Regions from separate parts of the Rattus norvegicus genome. Here region 2 is linked to region 1. The links are chromatin contacts, called in public Hi-C maps. All regions are on one chromosome and are shown on one strand. Each heading gives the region's core, a stretch centred on a gene start, on an enhancer-like site or on the middle of the called end of the contact. The rest is flanking DNA. Distances are from core to core; before and after follow the strand shown.

The links. A called contact is a pair of places that touch in the nucleus more often than the background predicts.
Region 2: a contact with region 1 is called in a Hi-C map of psoas muscle, with 2.0 times the contacts expected there. The contact joins two enhancer-like sites. A contact is called at or near these places in 2 of 12 Hi-C or Micro-C datasets (Schwann cells and psoas muscle).

The regions. Positions count from the first base shown.
Region 1 is chr13:48,744,002-48,750,146 of GRCr8, forward strand. Syt2 (synaptotagmin 2) reads left to right here. Exons shown (of 8, transcript NM_012665.2): 8 at 230-1,697. The coding sequence ends at 436. Among named protein-coding and RNA genes, the nearest start is that of Syt2, 10 kb to the left of the region's middle. Within about 2 kb of position 2,795, at least 23 of the 93 cell types and tissues checked have an H3K27ac peak or open chromatin away from gene starts, as enhancers often do.
Region 2 is chr13:48,888,715-48,894,859 of GRCr8, forward strand. It overlaps Ppp1r12b (protein phosphatase 1, regulatory subunit 12B), which reads right to left. Exons shown (of 25, transcript NM_001107178.4): 4 at 4,935-5,094; 5 at 3,660-3,804; 6 at 2,248-2,322. Among named protein-coding and RNA genes, the nearest start is that of Ppp1r12b, 57 kb to the right of the region's middle. Within about 2 kb of position 3,662, at least 14 of the 93 cell types and tissues checked have an H3K27ac peak or open chromatin away from gene starts, as enhancers often do.

The sequences.
Region 1 (6,145 bases), core at 1,545-4,044:
TTACAGTGCCTAGAGCGTTGTGTATGTTCAAGTGCGCCTGCTGGCAGAAATATAGGTTACTTAAAAAAAAAAAGTTGTGTCTTCTACACTGACATTTAATGGCATTGGGCTGAAAGTCAGAAACCTGGAGGCACTTCCCTCCTTATCATTTGCATGCGGAGTGACAGAGGGCATGCCACGGGCTTCCACTTCTCCTCTGAAGTCCTTCCTTCCTTTGCTTGCCTTGCAGAAAGTCCAGGTGGTCGTCACCGTGCTAGACTATGACAAACTGGGCAAGAATGAAGCCATTGGAAAGATCTTCGTAGGCAGCAACGCTACAGGCACGGAGCTGCGGCACTGGTCCGACATGCTGGCGAACCCTCGGAGGCCCATCGCCCAGTGGCACTCTCTGAAGCCTGAGGAAGAAGTGGATGCTCTTCTGGGCAAGAACAAGTAGGCAGCGGCGGCTGGGGCCACGCCCCAGAGGACACTGACGAGCTCCAGAGCTATCAATACCTCAGTTATGCGACCTTAGAGGTTTCTTCATTTGTTTGCGGTGTGTCCTGTTTTCCTTTCCTTTTTCTTTTTTTGTCTTTTTAAAAACCAACTTCCTTTTGGTGGCTATGTGAAGAGTCCCCTAAGACGTGAAAGAGAAGCCTGGCTCTGTTATTGTCCCAGGAGCTGTCCTTGTTGCATGCCCTATCACGGTTTCCCCTCACCCCAAGTGGGGCCCTCTACTGTCAGAGTGGAAGCACTTCCTGCTTTTCCTGGGTTTTGGACCAACAAAGTGGCAAGCACATTCTGTGTCTCGACTGTGTGTGTGTGTGTGTGTGTGTACACGTGTGCCCATCCATCCCCACCTTGCCTCTGTTTGGAATATCTCTTCGTTTCTGGAATGAGTCATGGACAATGATGCCGTGTGAGAGAGGAAAGTCTTCAGGTACTCCGAGGTGAGGAGAGCCCACTGCTTAAGTGGTCAGAGGCCAGAAGCTCTCATAGTCCTTGCGAAAGGCCATTTGGAAGACGCAAGATGTGATACTGGATGTGTTCCGAACTAGGACCAAAGGCTTGATGCCATCCCAGACTCCCTCTTGTCAGTCATGGCTTCCCCAGGAGTGGGGCTTTGGGATCATTCATGAAAATAAACTATTTACTCGACTGGTCGGATTCAGCCAGGGACCGCCAGCTCCAGGATGTCATTCTTGTTGACGACATCAAACTTTGAAGAAACAGAAGTCCCATTACTCAGCTCTGGATCTTTGCCTCGTCCAGTGGGAGGCAGATGCTTCCCCCCTCTGCAGAGTACAAGCAGTGCGTTCATTTGCATTCACGCACCATCTGCTTTTGCCTCTGTTTCCCTTTTTGTGTAAGTGGAAAAATACCATCTGACGATAAGTGCTTTGCACAGAGCCAGAGACCTATTAGAGGGACGCTTGGGTGTTTAGTTCCCTTGAGGTCCAGGTAAGGAGGAGGTGTCAAGAAGGGGAGCGTTGGTGGACAGTGACAAGCTAGACATTGCAGAGCTCCTCACAACTCCTATTCCTGACCCTCTGGACCCTTTGACCCTCAGTGATGGTAGCCGGAGTAGCCCAGGCAGACCTTAGGAGAGGCCCCGTCCTTCCCTTCCTTAGACAGTTTTCTCAGAATGCCAGGAAACACAGCGCATTCATTTCAGATGGGTGGTGGAGAAAATGTGCTAAGGTTTGCACCCTATGTTCAGTTTGTGTTTCCTTCCTGTTCCCTAGTTGTCCCCAGCATTGATAAAAAAGCCATATATATGTTAGTCAGGCTTGGACTAAGTATCCTTCCCAACCTTCTGCCTGGGCAAGGGGCGTAGGCTCCTTGTAACCTGAGGCTGCTCCTTTCCCTTGGTCTTACATTTGTTCTCCAATCTCTCAGGCCTTTGTTCTCCTACCACCGGAAGTATACAGCTTTCCGGAAGTCGGTGGGGGACGGGGCGGGGGGGGGGGAGGATGTGGGGCACTCGATTCAACAGCAAATGTGGCAGGACTTCTGCTCTGCCCCACCTGGGTCCTTCTGCTTCTTGTGGGTCTCAGAGATGAATGGTGTTGTAGAGTTTGGCTATGAGAACCCAGCATGGAGGAGGTGTAGTGTCTTAATTTTAGTGAAAATGGGGGATATGTGGGTTTGCTTTGCTTTTTTGGTTTGTTTGTTTGTTTGTTTTGGTTTAAGTAGGGAGTGAGGTAACACTTCCACCAGAAACAGACTGTGAAGTAGGTTCGACCTGCCTCTCTTTTAGAGACCCTTCTGCTATTGGCCCTTGGTACATGGGAAGTTGTGTATTTTATACACTCTCTGTGTTTATGGTACACATGGAGAAGGGAGGACTCTGATAGGATTATGGGCTGTAGTCCTTGGGACCAGGGTTCATTCTGCTAATGGTAGAACATCGTTAGGCTATCAGGTACACTCAGAGTTCAGGTGGTTGGAGAGTACCAGGGTCCTGGCATGGACATCTGATGTCACTGGATTCCTTTCTGTAGAATTCTGGTGCTTTCCCGGCCCCTCCCCACACTGGCTCTTCTCTCACATTCCATAAACTCCATTCACAGAAACTCCCGTCAATCTTACCCTTCTTCCAGCTTTCCCCAGTCATACTTAACTCCCTGGCTTCTCTCCTATAAACCTCATCTAGCCCTTCCTTCTACAGTCCTACTGTCCTGCTGACAGAGGGAAGGACTGACAGAGGGAAGGAAAGAGAGAAGGAATAGTGGGTGCCTCTGCGGTTTGAATGTCCCTGGGCTGACACAGGCTAGGGCTCATTACTGTGGGCAGCCTGCCAGGACTTTTTAACTCTAGTTTGGAGTCAGCGTGGATGCTGGGAGTGGTTCCTCTTCAGGCTTGGGGCTGGTCCCAGACTAGCCACCCAAGCAGATGGCAGCGGTCCAGGTCCAGAGGCTAGGCAGGAACATGTTGGGGCTTCAGGTTTTCTGCACTAGGGGGGGCTGATATGACCCAGACCTCAGCACTGCATTCCAAACCTTCACTGCCACCGGGCTTCTCTTGGGATGCCAGGGTCCTGGGTTATCAACACTGAGCAGAGAGAGTCAATGTTTCTGGCTGGCGAGGGATTCTGGATACTTCTGTGGATGAAAGTTTTTATCCCAAAGAGAGGAAAGTATTTACTCGAGGGTTTGTTTGCTTTCGTTTTTAAAGAGAACTTATGACCATGACTACCCACTCAACTCCACTGAGGATCTGGGGGCACCAGTTCTCCTTGAATGATCCTCCCAGAAGCAAGGCAACCTCTGCAGTGCCTGGGGGCAGTTTTGGTGACTTAGAAACACAGGCTGGCCCAGGGACCAGGGAGCTCCCAGCCAAACAAGTGCTTGGAATGAGCAGGGTGAGGCCCAGCCAGAGACCTGTCTTTCTTCCCAGGAAGCCAACATTGTTTTGTTTTGGTAGAAGTGGTCTGTGGTGATTTTGCTGGCCCAAGACCCAGTGAAGGAGGTGGGAGGCTTTTTACCACAGGCCTCTTCATAAAGGTAGCTTTTAGAAACACGCCTCTGTGCTGGACGTTAAGGGTGGCTGATGCTAGCAAAGTGGAAGGACTCCCTCGTTCATTTAATGTCACGTCAGTTCTTGAGAATCCCAGGCCTCTGACCCCTGCCTAACCCTAACCCTAACCCTAACCCTATATAGCAGCCGTCTTCCTGAAGGTAGGGAGAGATCAAAGTTTCCCCATCCTGTGCTCAGCCTGCTGCTGTGTGTTCCTCTCTGCAGGCTGCCTGGGGTCTTTTCTCAGAGCTAGTGGGTAGCAGTAGGGGACCTACAGCCCCACGATGGCTGCCAGATTTGGCAAATACAAATACAGGATACTTGGCTAAACTTGAATTTCAGATAAGCAAATAATTTTGGAAGTATAAGGATGTCCTATGCAATATTTGGGACATACTGTACTATAAAGTGACCCACTGTTTAATGTGAAATTTAAGTTTAACTGGCTAATCCTGCACTGTGTCTGGCAACGCACCCTCTGGCTACTTCGTCCCTCTTTTCTTCAGTCCCAGGGGCCAGAGGCCGGTGACCACCGTTTTGATTTAGCCTGTCTTTTGAACTGCAATATCAAGAAGGGGACACTGTGGCTTGAAGATATAGGAATATACTTTATTTTTGAAGTAACAACAAAACAGGAACCTTCTGAAGCCATTGAGCCTCATTGGATGCCCCCCACCCCCATGTTCATTTAGTTATATATTATAAAAGAAGATGCTATCTATAAACACACGAGCAGAATCTTGTTTAATCAAGATGCATGTCTACAATTCTGTAAATAGCCGCATGGCCATGCTGAGAGCCCCCTTGATCTCCCAACCCCACACCCGTTTTACAGAACTGGCTGCTCCTTGATTCTGTGTTGTGTAAAGTCTTTGTCCTCACCTCCCCTGCAGGGAATGACCACAGTGGGAGATAATGTTCTGGCCCTGGTGCCAGCCCTGCCCAGGGAAGATGCTGAAGGATACTAGCCCTGAAGGCAGGTCTGCCTCGTGTCTGCAGGGCTAACCCTTGGGGCACGGTGCACTGTCTAGCCTGGCGTCTGGTGTCCCGTTGCTTCTGTGTTCCGTGTGTGTGACGTGATTCTTCCTTCCCACTGTCTTGAATAAACTGAAAAGCCATAAAGGGCCTCCTACTGGAGGGTGCCCTAAACTCCTTCCAGGAGCCCCCCTGTCCCTCTAACTGGCTCCCCACAGAACACTTGTGAAGGGCTCACCTGTCCGTCACCCTCTCTTGCTCCCTTAGCCCTGTGTCATGAGGACAGTTGGTGTTTCAGGGCTTCTGGTGGGGTCTCAGGAGATGCCCCTGGCTGGCTTTTGTGGCCTCAGTCTGATGGTTGAACTCTACTGAGTATAGGCAGGGCAGTGGTTTTGACTCTGTGGCTTGGATATCCTCTGAGAGGCCTGGAGGCAACCAGGGTTTTCAGAAGCAGTCAGCAGCCCAGCCTATAGTCAGGTTCTCAGTGGCAGCCTGGGATGAACAAGGCCAGCCCTGCCTACTTTTCCCTGAGCTGTCAGGACCACAGAAAGCAGTGGAGGAGTGGCCCATGGGGAAAACCTGAAACTGCAGTGGTTAAACTTCCTACCCTCTCTCTCTTTTGTCTAGCAGTGCCACAGAGCAGGGTGCTCGAGAGCATGGTGGTAGTGTGGTGGCGATAAGGGGTCACTCACAATGGAGGAGCACATCCGCTCCCAGGGCAGCCTGAGCAGGCATGGCATGTAGTGATTGTTTGGGTAGACAGGGCTGGAGCAGCTTGGGCACCCAGAGGACTCCCCAGAAGCCAGTCATGTAGTACTAATCCAGGGGACCTCAGGCAGAATTGGGCAAGTGTATTGGCCATGGCCAGGGGCAACAACGTGGGGTTGGCTGGAGACTTCCAGCCTCCACAGAAACTGAAATTGGGAACCGTGGCAGCGGAGTCATGCAAGGTGGCAGGAGCTGTGTGTGGATCTCAGTTTCACCCCCAGCTTTACTCGGCAGCTGGGAGTTCAGGGAAGCGATCTCGAAGTCCGATCATCCTGCCCTAAGTCCAGCTCATCTAAGGATTTGATTTGCTTTCTGAAAACCATAGGCCCAGAAACTTCCAAAGCTGGGGCAGAAGCTGGGTGAGCCCTGCTCCCCCTGGAATACACTGGCCCACCAGGAGCCCTCCCTGTCTCCCTAAGGAGGACACGTGTAGCCCTCCCCTTCCCTCCCCACTCTGCTTGGCAATGCTTCCTCCATTCCCTTATGTGGGCTCCACTGTTGTCTGATCTCTTGTCAAATTGTTATTTTGTAACGAGCTGCGTCTCCTTATTAAAGAAAAGAGCTGAAAGCAACCTGGGGGTGGGGAGCATTTCTTTTCTTTTTCTTTCTTTTTTTAGTGGGCCAGGGCAGGGGGCAGGGAGCTGCTGGCAAGGGCCAGCAAGGTTGGGGAGGGAGGAGAGCTGGTTTCCAGCTCAAAATGAAAGAGTCATGGCCTACTCTCTTCTGGGTTTGGGAGGACGACAGATGGAGTATCTAGTGGATCGGAGTCACAGGGGGTCTACCCGCCCAGGGTGATAAGGACTGTCCTGCATCCTTAAGTTCTCTCTAGAGGACCTGGGCTTAGGGAACAGCAGCAGTCGGACCCTGACAATGGGGAGGCTGCTGGTCCCAGAGTGTAGATGTT
Region 2 (6,145 bases), core at 2,412-4,911, 150 kb after region 1:
GGAAACTATGCTGCTGGAGATTCAAGAAAATTATTCCTTCAAAACCCAAACCAAACCTTAATACCAAAAAAAAAAAAAAAAAAAAGAAAGAAAGAAAAGAAAAGCCTAGCTTATAAGGGTTAAGAGCCAAAAGCAAGCTGGGAAGAATGCTTTATGATTCATACAGCAAAATAAGTTAGCAATAATTCTAAAGAAATCACAGACGCTATATGGAAATAAGCCCTGAGGGGAAAATGGTCTGGTACTTAGATGTGTACTCGAGACAAAATATATTTATATCTGAAGGGGGATGCTCTGATGCTAATGTCTTATCCCCCAATTGGCTCTTGATTTGTCAGTAAAGAAAGCCGGGGGCCAATTGCTGAGTGGAAGATACAGGTGGAACGTCCAGGTCCCAGAAGAAAAAGTAGACAAAAGGAAGGAGAGAGAGGTCTTTCTGCTATGATTTAGAGGAAGAAGAACATAGCAACCATGTGTGGTCTTAGCTACAGGGGGGTGGCCAAGGATGTTTGGCAAGGGCTAGGTGGGACAAGCCACTGAAATTTAAAGTAAGTGAAAAGACAGAGATAAAAACCTGGTAAGGATATGCTTTTCCAGTAACACCCAGCAACTGTGCCTAGAAGGCAAGTTATAAAGTAACAAATTGTGTGTGTGTATTTTATCCGAGGATTCAGGGAAGCTGGGAGAGGACTGGTAGAGTGGTGAGCTAAAGGCAGGTAGAGTAAAAGGGAAGCCAGGAGGGAGCTAGTAGGGCAACCTATCCCAGAGTAAAAGGTGGTAGCATAAAACTACATGTAACATATGGTAAGGTTATGTAGAAGACAAAGAAAAACACTGGCTCCTTTAGAATAGCAAGGTTTTGTGGGGAAGCTGAGTCTGGGTGTGTAGGCCATCATACTGGTTACTAGGAAGGCTCAGGCAGAAAGACTGTAAGTTCAGACTAGCCTGGGCTAAGGAATGAAATCAAATGGTTGAAGGAGACATCATTTATGTCTAAAACCCAATTATGTTAGTTAAAGGGCATGTTTGTCTGCAATTTTTATGTGAGTCTAAAAATGACTTCAGATGATAAGATTTTACAGAAACACAAAAACTTAACTATGCAAAGTGGAGCACTAGTCTAAGGAAGGCCGATGCTGCTATCATTGGTGTTAACACTGCCTTTGGATTGCACTCCCACACAAGTGATCCTGAATACTCAGCAGAGAAAACATGAACTGTTCGTTGTTTGTCTGAAGTTCATGTATGTAGCTTTCTAACTGAGCCTAAAGTAACAACAATGATCCAAACACCCCTCACGTCAGAGACACCAGTGTTTCACAACTAAGTCAAATAGTTCTGAATCGAAACCCACTCTATTTCCTACATTGATTGGTCCTAAACTTAAGCTCCCTCGCCCTACACTACATGCAAACGGGGGAAAACGAAAACCAGTGCTTTCTGTCCATACTAATTTTATTCCTCTGTCCAATTCCTCACTGGCAGAAAATGGGAGTGGGCCACGCTTCCCTGTGTCCTGGTGGCTTTCTGATCACACATGCAGCCCTTCTGCAGAGCACCAGGAGAAAGGCAGAAACAATCAATAAAGGTTTTGAAGTAAGCAGGAAAGAGAAGAGAACTAAATTCTGGATGTTTTCTCCAGATAAAGTAAGTGTGAATCACTACTAACCAAGTACTGTCCAACACCTTGTGACAACTTTGCAGTATTACCTCATTAAGAAAGAAATACAGGGGGTTGGGGATTTAGCTCAGCGGTAGAGCGCTTGCCTAGTGAGCGCAAGGCCCTGGGTTCGGTCCCCAGCTCCGAAACAAAAAAAAAAAAAAAAAAAAAAAAGAAAGAAATACAGTGGGGTGGTGGTGGTACACATCTTTAATCCCAGCACTCAGGAGGCAGAGGCAGGTGGACTTCTGAGTTCAAGGCCAGCTTGGTCTACAGCGCAAGTTCCAGGACAGCCATGACTATTAAACAGAGAAATCCTGACTTGAGGAAAAGAAAAAAAAAAAAGAAGGAAAGAAAGAAATACATTCCTCTCTGCAGTGGACCGTAGCTGCCTGAAGGCTATTGTATGTAGCCTTTTACAGCATGGTTCTCAAACATACTGTTGACAGTTTCTGATGGGAACAACATCTGTAAAGTATAGCTATATCCAGTTCAACGCTGAGCAAATGACACTGAACCACGGGACTGAGACACACAGAGTAACTGCTAACTGCTAGAAAAGCTGTAGAAGCATCGACCAAACTCACCACATCTTGCTTCTTCTGAAGCATCTCCAAGTGTTCCACAAGGCCTTCATCGGCCACATCGAATGGCGTCTGGCCCTAGCAGAACACAGGGCACCATGGCAGAGAGAAACAGAAGCAGAAGTCATGTGACTGTTTCAGGGTCTATTCTCTATTTACTTACTGACTTTTTTTTTTTTTTCCTTTTCTTTTTTTCGGAGCTGGGGACCGAACCCAGGGCCTTGCGCTTGCTAGGCAAGCGTTCTACCACTGAGCTAAATCCCCAACCCCTACTTACTGACTTTTATTACCTATACTATAAGCTGAATCTCCTTTGTCTGAAATGCTTAGGACCAGAAGTGCTTCGACTTTAGAATACATGCACGCACGCACGCATGCGCACACATCTTGAGACTAAGGCTTAAGTATAAACATAAAATGTATTTGTCTCACATATATTGTACAAATATAGCCCAATGATGATTTTTATAATAGTTTAAGTAACTTTGTGCTTTCGTGGTCTGGAGTTTTCTACTTGGTATTCATATCAGTATTCCTAAAGTCTGTGATTATGAATGAATATTTCAGATTTCAGACTTGGGTTGGAGATGCCCAACCTATAGCCGCCTCCCTAATCTGAAACAGCAAACCCTTCGAACACAGAGTTCTGTGGCGTAAAACGATGCAGAAATCACTACACCAGTTGTAATGCTGGACGAACAGTCTGGGGGAATCCCTATTCATACCTCTTGTAAAGTATTACTGTGATGATGAATTCAGTGAATGCTCATGGGTCACACCCACACTGAAGACTAACAGGGATGCTCTCCCTTTAAGGAGGAGGAGGGAGCCAGGCAAGTTACTTCTTTTAGGAACACGGGAACAATTGCACACTCTGTATAATCTAAGAGCGAGACTAGGAGTCAGGAGTTGTGGGAGAAAGACGGGACCGTGTGCCTGGATTCCTTTGAGACACAGGGGTAAGAGTCTCAGGGTTCTAAGTTGTTTGAAGTGAGGCTAATAGGACCACTTTTAGTCAAAATGGGACAATCGTTGCCACTACAAATTGTTCTTAAAGGAGTCCGTGTGCTGAGAACTCAGCAGTTAAAAGACTCAGAATTGAAACATAGTAAAATCTTTCGTACTTCACCACAGACAGGGACCTTGGGCCTCTCAAAGTTTATTTGTCGTCAAGAGCAAATATCTTTAGTCGTTTGCTGTTTCTTAGGGGCTGTAACACAGTAGATGCAGAGGGGGGTTGGTGGGGTTTATTCTGCTTCAGTATTAACTGTACTTCCATGGAGACGAGCAGAGGAGCGGGAGTAGAGGACACCGCAGCCCCAGCGAGGTCCTGGCCACTGACCAGGACATCAAGCCTGTGCTAGGCACCCAGCCACCTGATGTCATTGCCCTTTTAGAGGCTCAGGCTCACTAACCAGTTTGTTCCGGATATCCATGTCACAGAGGGCTTCTGCCAGGATGGAACAAGCCTCTTTCACTCCCCAGTGTGCAGCAGCATGAAGAGGAGTCCAGCCATCATGATCCTGAACATTGAGTTCATAGCCAGCCTGAATGAGAAGTCTAGAAGAAAGCCCAAAAGTACATCTATGGCCTGACTGTATACGTTTCTACCAAACGGGCTATCGCTCCACTAATATTTCAGATGCAGGCTAACCTCCAGACACCCTGTGATTTCTTCTGCCTTCTAAGGGACAGGCTACAATGCATATTACTCACTTCGGGCATTGCTTATGATCTTCACTGAACTGTAAGGTTATGCATATGGCATTCCCTACACATGCCCATGTTACACTGTGCTGGTTAGTTTCTATCAACCTAACACAAACATGTATTCTGGAAATCTTGTCAAAACTAAACACCAAGAGTCGGATAAGGCATGAATATAAGAAAAGTAAAACAGGGAAAATAGTAGAGTCTAATTCTCTTGCTTTTTTAAATTACATTTTAAAGTGATTTCTTTAGTGTGTGTGTGTCTGTGTGTATGTGTGTGTGCGCGCGCGCGCATGCACATGTTTGCATGTGTGTGCTCGGCCGTGTGTGCACATGCATGCATATGCATATGTATATATGCGCATGTTTGAGTGTGTGCACATGTGTGCACGTTGGGGGGGTACATACATGCCACAGTGCACAAGTAGAGGTAGGAGGACAACTTGGAGGAATCTGTCTCTCTAGCATGTAGGAAATTGAATTTACCTCATCAGATTTAGCTGCAGATGTTTTTACCCAGGGATGAGCCATCTACCTACATACATGCACGCACACACACGTGCATGCCTGCATGTACACAGGCATGTACTACTCTATAATTCTCTTAGTAAAGTTGGATCTTGTATACTCAAGATCTATAATTGACCTAATGAGCCCAGAAATGGTCTAAATCTTAGAACCAGAAAGGTCAAGGTCTGTACAGTCACAGAGAAGGTTTCAGGAGAACCAATGGCAAATCACAGAGCTGAAAGACATGTTTCTGTGTCGCTGTGCTTCAAGTCTAACTAACATCATGCATACATACAGGAAGAGCGACCAACAGTAAGACAGGAAGGAAGACCACCTATGGAGGAACACCAGCAAAATATAAGGAAGTTTTACAGGGCGAGAAGAATCCGACAACAAGAAAATACACCATGGTTAAAGATTTCTACTTCTAAAACTCATGTCACCGTCTTCCAGCGTACGCAGTTCCTTACCTGAGGACTTCGGAGTAACCCTTGGCAGCAGCTACATGCAGAGCTGTGGCCCCAGAGCGAGCCTGCCTCACGTCTTCTATCTTCCCACTGTTGAGCCACTGGCGGGCATCCTGCAACATCTGCTGTTCTTCCTCCTTCCTCGACTGCTCCAGATCAACTCCTGCAGGGGTCAGACACCAGACAGCACCGTATTAAAGCTCCACCCATGTCTGACAAGATGTTTCATTAGGTTAATAACACACAAATATTACCACAAATAACAGTTTCCCCTTCAAGCTGGTAATTCATCAAATCTAAGGCAATGCCATTTGTGTCACCAAATTGCCAAGGCTAAATAAGCCAGGCTCAACACTGTGTGGTGCACATTCATGAAGAGCACACACCTAACACTTTACAACAGAACGGAAAAGCCAGAGGATACACTATTTTTACTTTATAAGATTTGCATGAAGTTACAAGTGCCAAAGTCCTCTAATATTTTATATGATCTTAGTTCCCCAACACTCTGGTGGAGTAACTATAAACCTCACTTGCCATATGAGGAACTATACACAGGATGCTTTGCATATGGCCCAAACACACCGTGGCAGAGCTCCCATTAGAATTCCTAGATGCTCTTGGCACTTTTCTTTTCCACTCATTACACCACAAGAATACTATCAAAGTCTTTGTTTCAGGTAAGATATGCTGTAGAAAAGTGAACTCCTAAAGCTCATTTCCATATATATATATATATATACACTTGTATATTCTTACCAGAAGCCACATAGAGCAACCCTGAGATTAGAAAGTGATCTGAAGCCAATGCTAGTCTACTTTTAAGGCAATGTAGACTTTGTTTCCCTTATGATCGATCATATGGAGATAATCAAAGAGTTCTTCCCTTTAGCCATCAACTCCCCAATAGCTAGGCCAGTAAACATGGCCTTAGGAAAGAACATTCTTTACAAAGTAACAAAATGTTCTGAACACAAACACACCCATTCAAAAGGTTTCACGCTCATAAGTAGACTTTATCTGTGTTTTGGTCTTCTTTTGACTCCTAAATAAGCTACTGTGAGCTGCTGAAAAATCGCCTGTCTGGTGTGGGAAACGCATAGGGTGAAGAGGACGCCCACTCAGACACGGCAGAGCTACCAGGGCTGTGAAGTAAAGCACACATAAATGCTTGTTTCAACAAAGCATTCAAGGAAGAGTCAGAATTCAAAATA